Linked DNA regions of Anas platyrhynchos: region 1 is linked to region 2. The links are chromatin contacts, called in public Hi-C maps. All regions are on one chromosome and are shown on one strand. Each heading gives the region's core, a stretch centred on a gene start, on an enhancer-like site or on the middle of the called end of the contact. The rest is flanking DNA. Distances are from core to core; before and after follow the strand shown.

Region 1 (4,477 bases), core at 1,667-4,166, 45 kb after region 2:
GTGCATTACTATGTTATTGTTACCTATTACTATATTATTAATATTACCTATTACTGTGTTACCTTTATTACTATTGTCTAACTCTTTGTATTTTTTTGATAGGACTCTTGTGGAGGAATAGATTTAGACTCTTCTATATCGTCTCAATTTTTCGATGATCAGATGGTACGTCCTATTACTTTAAAGTATTTTGAAACTTTGTCAGACTGTTTAGGGGAAGCACAATTAATTTTAGGTTTGGGTTCTTTGCTGATTTGCTCCTTACAGGTTAAAATAAATAAATAAATAAATAAACGTGTGAAGCTTCCTATAGATTTTTCCGGCATGGTATTTTTGGGGCATTTTTTTGGCGGTCATGCAAGGCGGTTTTGAATATTTTAAATAGATTGGCATGTCCTGCTTTTATAAAGTATTCTATAATTTCTGTTAGCAGTGGTAACTGATGAAAGCATCAGCATAAATACTCAGTATCTCAGGAATAAATTGAATTAAAATAGAGACTGCAACTACCTTACTATGAATGTAGGGTTTAACTAACATGACAACAATCCAGTTTTACAACAGTGCAAAAAGGCATTGGCAGTTATTGACATGCAGTCCTCATGTAAAGTGTATTTGCTTATTCTAGGCAAACTTCACTACCTTTGCCCTCACCAAATATGCCATCTGGATGGTGGTGATGTGGGATGTAACCCTGGCAGCAACTCTGAACAAGAATGCTTTGTCCACTGCTGCTTTCAGGTCTTCTAAACCTGTATAAAGAAACATTCCACTCAGTAATTTTATGAAATTTGTATTTTTCATGATTTCAGCAGATAAATGTGAATGCACAAGGAATAAGCAGCTAGAAAAAAAAAAAAAGAAATGCTAGGATTTAGAACGCCTGTCTGTGCATTTATGACGTTTACTGTTATAACTGATTTTCAGTTGTAGCCATCCTTTTGTTACTCTTGGTTTTGTGAGTTTATCTGACAATGATGATTAGTTATTTATGTAAGGAAGCAGTCTCAGACATCTTCTTTTCCTTTTTCTGTCAAGTGCACTGTAAAAGATTGCCCAAAGAAAAAAGGCCCGTGAACTTCACCTCTGCAGCACCAAGAAAACACCTAGTCTGTTCACATGTCTGCTTGGGGAGGCCCGTAGTGGTGACTGATTTCTTTGTTCTCCTTAGGCTGTAGAAGAAGGAAGTGATTGTTTGAATGACTTGCCTAGCCCCTTTGCTTACCTCCTGACCATTCACCTGAAAGAAGGCCGGAACCTGGTTATCAGAGATCGTTGTGGTAAGCCACACCTTTCAGCTGCTTCCCTTTGGGTTGCAGGACTCTGCTTTCACTGACGGGAGTTTGGCAGCACTTTGTGCCATCAGCATCTTTTCTTATCTCTGATGCAATAAGTCATTGACTTGTGTCCAGGTCAGAACACTCAACACCTGGGTTTATCCACCTTAGATACACAGGGGAGGGAGCTGCCCTGTGTTTGCTGCTCCTTCCTGATTGCACAGCTGCAAAACCCCTCCTTTATTGTACTTAGCATCTGTATCTATTCAAGAACTGCGGTCATTAATCTTCAGAGATTCTAATCTATTTTTTTTTTTTAAAGGAATAATTTGAAATGTGATAAATAAAATAGCTGTTCTAGGAGAGCTTTAGGTTATCGGTAAAAAAATTAATAAAAGGGAAACTGTGGGAAGAGTGGGTGTAAGTCAAGGCCCCTTTCATGAATTTGAAACACAACTTAATAAAACTTAAGAGGACAGAATTCAAAAGGAAAAAAAAAAAGTGTATCAAAAAAGAAGAGAATAAGAGAATAAAGCCATACAAAAAAAATAACCATAGTTTAAAGAAATTCATCTTGAATTAGTGTTGCATTCAAGGTTTGCGTTTGGAGGGACCTGTATGGATTTATAAGCCTTCACATGCGGTGCTTGTTTTGGGGATTTCCATCTTTTATTATCTCAGTTAACTTTTTCCATGTTGGTTTTTCATGTCTTCACCAAACAGTAACTCTTGGCCAAGCATATGCTGCTTTTTCTTCCTAGCTTTTGGAAGTAGTGAATGAATACTTAGATTAAGATCATCACTCTTTAAACAGAAGCATGTACTTCCTGACAGCGTAGCAGTTCATCAGATATCCTAGCAAGCTGCACAAGCCAGGACATATCCAGCTGCTTCTATGGAAGAGATGTTATAAATGAGTGATTCCAGCAGAGCAGTATTTCTATAGAGGACAGAACACATAGTTTGCTCTGGGCTGTGTTTTCTTGCATAAGAAAGCAAATGCTTGTCTTAATGAAGCATTGTGCAACAAAGTGAAACAGCATAAGGGGAAAAAATCAGTTTGATGGGTCTGTCACTTTCTGTGGCAAATGACTGTTCATTTAGAAGACTGAGTATGTGAGGTGGTAAATCATTCAATAAAATTCCCACTTTTTTTCACAGACTTTGTGGTGAAGTGGGAAAATAGTTTTTTTTTTTTAATGATAATTCTTCAGGCACAGTTGTGTTGTGGTGGTGGTACCTTCAGAAAAGCATAGTGGTGATGCCCTGATGGCATCCTTATAGGTCTTTGTCCTGCTGGTTACATAAGGTCTTTGTGAGACACTTAAGCCTGAACTGCAGCCACTGTGGTTTTTGCATCATGTTTTTAGAAGTGGGAAGTTGGAGAGATGAGCAAAGCCAGTATAAGAACCTCAGAGAAAGCTTGTGGGTCAGGCAAATGCAACTTCCCTCCTCTCACCCGCTGTGACACCAGATACAGCCGCTGCTCTGGAGTGTACTAGCCTACTCCAAATAATTTGAATACAGGAACATATTGCCTGCAGCCAGCATATCCTAGGATTCTGGCTGTGGCTAGGGCCAGGGGCCAAGTCGTGCTCATTCATGTTGTGGGAACAGGAAACCCCCAGAACTAACCAGGCAATGCTGTCTGACACAGCTGGGAGTGGGCTTCAAACCCTCTTTCCCATTTATTTATTTATTTTGTGTAATGAGCTGCTCTGGAACTCTGCAGGGGGTAAATGCTGAGTTCCTGGTCCTGTGTTTTATTGTGCGTGTTGGAGGGGTAAGCATCCACTGGTTAGCCCTGTGTGAGTAACTGCAAAGATGCTTTGGTAGGTAGCAGTGGCAGTAGAGTCTCAACATTCGTATATAGGAAGACAGTAGCACTGTGCTGCTTTTATCCACATAGAGTCGTCATACCAGTGGTAACTGCTTGTCTGGTCAGTGATGGACGCTAACTTCAAATCTTCTGTCTCTGTGGAGTATGTTACACCCTAAATAACAAAAAGACCACATTTAAACCACAGAGCCTGGGTGAAGAGTGTATACCAGCATTGCTGGTTTAAATTAGACTTACCATAAGTTTTCTAAATTTCCTAAATTTTAATATTTATTAATTATTAACAGTATTTTCTCCAAAAAGAGATGTCTCAAAGAAGTCATCAGAACCATCAGTTTGCATTCTGGGGAAGCTCTGTATTTACTCAAAAAAAAAAAAAAAAAAAAAAAAACACTTATGTGGTGCCCTACCCATTTCTCATGCATGCACTTTTCCCCTTAATTTTAATTTACTGCCAGTTCCTTTCAATCTCCCTGGCTGAGGGCTGTTAGGGAATGCTGGAGAGCTCTAAGGGAAGAAAAGCCCAGCACAGCGGGTCCTTGCTGCCCTCTGGTGGCAATTTCCAGCTTCAGTTGCATTGTGCATTTGTGTTTATATACGTATGTGCGTGTATGTATCTATCAATCTGTGGTGTTTAACAGAGGAGAAATATTTCTGCCACCAGTATGGTTGCTGGAAAGTCGTCTTCGTTCTACTCAGAAAATCCACATGGCTAATTTTACTCGTTATACACTTAAGTTATTAAACAGGCTTTAATTATATTTCTCTGTAAAGGTGGGTAGTTCTGATAACCCCAGACTGTAAGACTGGCAGGTGACTTCACTTTTCCCAAGCCTTCCAGGTATTCTACTGAATTTTCACCCCACTATGTACTGCTCTTTCTGGGACGTGTTCCTTTTGGTATAGTTCAAATTTCTCCTTTGCTTTACCAGATTATTCTTACTCTTTACCTTTATTATCTATTAACCTAATTTTTACTATTTTTTTTTCTTCACCTATTGTCTTTTCTATCGGTGGTTTTTTTTTTTTTTTTTCCTGTTTGTCTCTCTGTACCCAAGCCAAGGAAGCATAGTGCTGTAGAACAGCATCTCTGTTCTACTGACATGGGAGAGGCTCCAAAAAAAAAATAAAAATCCCTCTCCAGGTCAACACTGCAGTGCCCCCTCTTGGGGATGCAGGGTGGCAAAATGTTACCCATGGGTCATTAGCTTGCTTGGAGTATGGTTTATTTGCTTCTTTCTGGTGCTTTTTGGGATACAGTTCATACGTTAAAAATGCCAAAGCAGACACTTAGCAAGTGGCAGTCACATCACCTGCATGTACATTGGGTGCCTAATGTTAGGTGGTGTGTGGGTCCTTC
Region 2 (4,540 bases), core at 726-3,225:
CTGTTCCACTTTTGATCTGTAGAGGGATTTGGGAGCAAAGGCAGAAGAGAGAACTGGGCTCTGCTCCTTCTGAAAGATAAAGTAGGGTTGAGCAAATGAACCCCTACCATAATCTGGCAAGATCTGCTGTAGTCCAGGCGGTCAGCCAGCCTGCTGGGCACAGCCCGGCCCTTTCTCTGTGCCTTAGCTTTCGTGTTTGAGAAGTGGGATGATGCTACTGGTCCTTGAATTACTTTGAGCTACTGATAAGTAGGTGGCTGGAAAAGGAAGATACTGTTTAGGTATTGCTTAGGTGATGGGACCTATTCCCTCTTATTTCCACCTCCTTATCACCACTTTACAAAATTGAAAGATTTGCTGCAGTATTGGTCTATCATATGAAGGGATGAAATCCATAGGATTTTGTCTGCAAAAAGCTCAGAGTTACTTGTACAAATGCAGCCTTTCACAGAGCATCTGCTAAAGCTGTGGGGGACCTGTGCTGACACCGGAGGGGGAAAAAAGGGTGTTAGCACTGGAGCACCCTATATGGCCCACAGTATATTTACAGCTAGTCTGCCACTTCTAGTGCTCAGTTTCCTTCCATCTGTCCCTGGCTGCCTCTAGCCCTCTTGTATTTGCTGTACTGAGACTCAGCTCTTTTACAAGCCATGGGGCAACTTGCCCATACAGCTCAGGCAGGTACAAAGACTACCCTTGAAAGTCTTGTCCTGGGGGTCTGCATCTGTAAAACCTGGCTCTATAAAACTAGCATTTGGGTATGCCTGTTTCCAGTATAGGATAACGTACAAAGTCAGGAATTCCAGTGTTAGCACTGGGTGTGGATTTGCCACTGGCTTTTTTTTTTTTTTTTTTTTTTTGAGGGGAAGATATTCTTGCTTTATTTCCAGAGGCAAACCTTTCCAAAGTTGTGAACACAAGAGCTTGCTAAATATTAGCTTTCAAGGTTTTAAGTCAGTGTTTACTCGAGTTACCTCTGCTTGAAGTCTATATAAAGAGTCATGTTTGCTCAGGCATACTCCTAAAAGCCCCAAGACATGGCTCTGGAAGGAGGTATGCGGCAGCAAATGTAAATATTGCTGTCCTTAAAAACTGGAAGCTCTCCTATTAATCTATAGAAGGGAATAGTAATGTAAAGAAAAGACTTCATTAGATTTGGAGGTGAAGACTGCAGAACAGTACCTGGAATGAGTGAAATTCAGTGATATTTAAAATATGACGTGGCTAAGTTTTGGCCCTACAATTGCAGGTGCTCTGCTGTTCACCAGTGTTGCCCTTTGCCATCATCAAGGCAGCATTTTCTAATACCTTAGACTTGTAAGCAGTTCCTGGGAACTGTTTTTATAGGGACTTTGCTGGCCAGACTACGCTGGCCTCTTGCTGTGGGACAACAGCTAGATTAAAAAAAAAAAAATTCTTTCTAGTTAGCAAACTGATTCCCTCCCATCTTCTGCTGGTGTCATTTTTCTGAGAAGGTCATGGAAATGTGAGCTGAAATTCAGGTGCTCTATGATATGATAAACTGGAGAGGAATTTCACAAGGGACTGCATAAATACAGTGCAAAAAAAAAAAAAAGAGGGATTAAAATTCAACCACAATATTTACAAGCCTCTCCACCTTCTCACATATATGCAGGTATGTGGAGGCCAAAATTCACATGAGTGCCATGGAGCTGAGAGAGGGATCAGAGTGCTGAGCTGGCTGAGGAGAATTGTATTTGCTCTTGGCGTAACACTTTTTCTATGTATCAACAGGCAACCCATCAAATCCCTACTTCATTATTTTTCCCTTCTATAAGTAGCTATTAGCATCCTTCCCACAGCAGGGAAGTAGGATGTAAATAAATGGAGCTGAAGTGTTTTCATGCTGCAGCAGGAAACTGCACAAGCTAACACAATGATTGCACTTATGGTGTATTGCATCTAAGGCGATGCTGTCTAGAGGAGTGAAGGATTGCTGCAGAGCTGGAGGCAGCAGGGCCGATGGATTTATGGTTTTCCGATGCCATCTGCTGGCATGCACCTTACTTGTGCACTGAGCTGCCGAGCCCTCCAGCTTCCCTCTCTCATAAGCAGACAGTGCAGCTCCCCACGTCTTTGCAGGTGGTATAACCCCAAACCATCACCTCTTGCTGCTTTTTTGAGCTTTGCAAATCAAATGTTCCCTGCAGCCAAGCACCTGTAAAACCACTCTGGTTGTGATCCCTGCTGGGGCTGGTCTTTAGCTGGGTGCCTGAAGGCTATCCACACCTCCCTCTTTGCATGCTGTAATGCTACATGCTCCATGGGAGCAGACCCAGATCCAAGGGGAGCTGCAGCTGGATCTCTCCTGTGGCCTACCAGGCTAAAACCCCAAATCCATCTGATTTTGAGGAGTGGGGTTTTGCAATAATGCTACCAGTAATACTGTACTAGGGCAAAATTGTAATGATACTGCTGGAAAGCTTTGGGAGCAATGAAAGTTTTTGTATAAATCCCTGAAATGCGCTGGAAAAATAAAAGTGAATATTTGGAGGGTAGAGGACATGAAGAAACTTGTCCGATTCTTGTCTTGTAGTTCTGCAGAAGTGCTTCCTATTAAGTAAAGCTGATTATGATAAGAGCATCTGTTGATTGCCATCCTTGACTTTTACAGGTATTATCACTCTCAATATGCAGGTAGAGCCTATGCAGCACAGCAGCTGCTCTGGGATGATGGGTACTGCAGGAGAGCTGATCCCTGGAGCTTCCTCTGCGTCCAAGCAGCCAAAGCTCAGCTGCTTGTAAGCTCTACTTGACATGTGCTGACGACCTGGCTGTACTCATGTGCACTGCATGAGTTTAGTGGGCAGGACCTCTGTCAAAGAAAAAGCTGAGTAGAAAAAGTAATGAAATTCATTTTTTAAGTCTTATATTTTCAAGAGATTTTCTTTCACTTTGAAAAAACACCGCATAAAGACTTCAGACTCTCTGCTGTGACAATACTTGTTACAATTCATGTACCTTGCTTTGACCTGAATCTAGGTTTTCCCAGGCCTTCCTTTAGTGCTGCCTTCAGGAAATTTGCAATAGTAAAGTACAAATAATAAAAAAAAAACTTAGAGTTCCTGACACTTAACTTTAGTAGGTCAGGAGTGGGTAGTGGCAATACCTAGCTGGAATTTGTATTAGCATATTTGCAGATATGGATCAGAGGTTTGAAATCCAGATGTCAGGAGAATGAATGAAGAGGAGAAATCACTAATCAAATTTTCAAGGACTGCAATGCAATAAAACAGGGTAACTTGATGGGAAATGTAATAAAGCCTCCTAGTCTGTTTTCCAGCTACATTCAGGCTTAATGTTTCAGGTCTTATGCCTCCCTCTTCACATGGGCTTTAAAGGGAAGGAGGATGTCTGTGAGGATTCGTGAGGTCGTTTTAACAAATGAGTCTGGTAATCCTGCTGGATGGATCTTTGAGGCTTCCTCCTCACAACAGGGGGCAATATTGTAAAGAAATAGTCTATCTTTAGACCACTGCTGGTGCAGGTAATTCCAAAGCAGAAGCATACTGCTAGAAGTGTCTGTGAGGTGACACCAAATTTTTTTTTCCCTTGTTAGCCTCTAAGTGGCTGAATCCGAGAGGCATTTTCTATCTTTTGCATGCATAAACTAACTTTTCTGAATTCCAACATTTGATTTTGTGATAGGGGAAATAGGTAATTGTGCTTGTTTTCAATTGCACCCCCTTTAAAAAAAACATAAATATAGAATGTTTATCAGCAAAGAGTAATGGTCATAGACCATAATAAACAGGATGTATATTTTACTGACATGAAACAGATGTCTGCATGCAAAATAGTGCTATCCCATCCTTGTTTAAGGTAGTATGAATGCTTTTACTGGGAACAGGAGTCTGAGGTATTTTTCCATCCTGTAGGATAAAAGAAAGTGAATAAATTCATAGCAGAATTGCAGGTGTTTACTTTCTACAAAGTAAACTAAATTTTTTTCCAATTATACAGCGTAAAAACACAGCAATAATTGACATACTGCTTGAGTTTTGAAGTTGAGCCAATAGTAAAGTAATAATGAAGCATTTTGTTTTTTGTAATATTTCAAGCACATTTATTCTGAAGGTTTAATGCTGTGGCTGGATGGGAGATTGCATGGTATTGCTGCTTTAAGACTTAGGTGGTCTCTGCAGATCAAGATTTTCATTCTTCTTTCTCAAAGGCTTGCTGCTGGATTTCATGCAAAACAAAGTTTAGCTGGAGCCGCCTGATTATAATTGTAAGATTTACCTGTAAGGGTAAATTACAGTACTGGGAAGTAGATGATTTTGAGGGGTTTTGGGCTGATTGTAGTCAGTTACTGTGAACTGGTGAGTGCTCTTTAGATGCTTTGTGGAGGTTTGGTTACACTGAGTCTCCTAGTTCCTGTGGAACAAGCCTCAACACCAAAGACACATCTGGAAGTTTTTATGCTTCCATGCATTGATGTTAATATTCACTGGAAATAGATATGACAGTTTCACTTCATGTTCCTGTATTGCTTTGTAGCCAGCTAATTTGGTTTGGG

Evidence for each region. A called contact is a pair of places that touch in the nucleus more often than the background predicts.
Region 1: a contact with region 2 is called in a Hi-C map of skeletal muscle, with 2.2 times the contacts expected there. The contact joins two enhancer-like sites. A contact is called at or near these places in 3 of 8 Hi-C or Micro-C datasets (liver, skeletal muscle and subcutaneous adipose tissue).

What each region holds. Positions count from the first base shown.
Region 1 is chr11:19,291,490-19,295,966 of IASCAAS_PekinDuck_T2T, forward strand. MCTP2 (multiple C2 and transmembrane domain containing 2) reads left to right here. Exons shown (of 27, transcript XM_038185162.2): 7 at 103-165; 8 at 1,172-1,280. Among named protein-coding and RNA genes, the nearest start is that of MCTP2, 57 kb to the left of the region's middle. Within about 2 kb of position 2,917, at least 1 of the 8 cell types and tissues checked has an H3K27ac peak or open chromatin away from gene starts, as enhancers often do.
Region 2 is chr11:19,247,591-19,252,130 of IASCAAS_PekinDuck_T2T, forward strand. The region is part of intron 1 of MCTP2 (multiple C2 and transmembrane domain containing 2); the gene reads left to right. Among named protein-coding and RNA genes, the nearest start is that of MCTP2, 14 kb to the left of the region's middle. Within about 2 kb of position 1,976, at least 1 of the 8 cell types and tissues checked has an H3K27ac peak or open chromatin away from gene starts, as enhancers often do.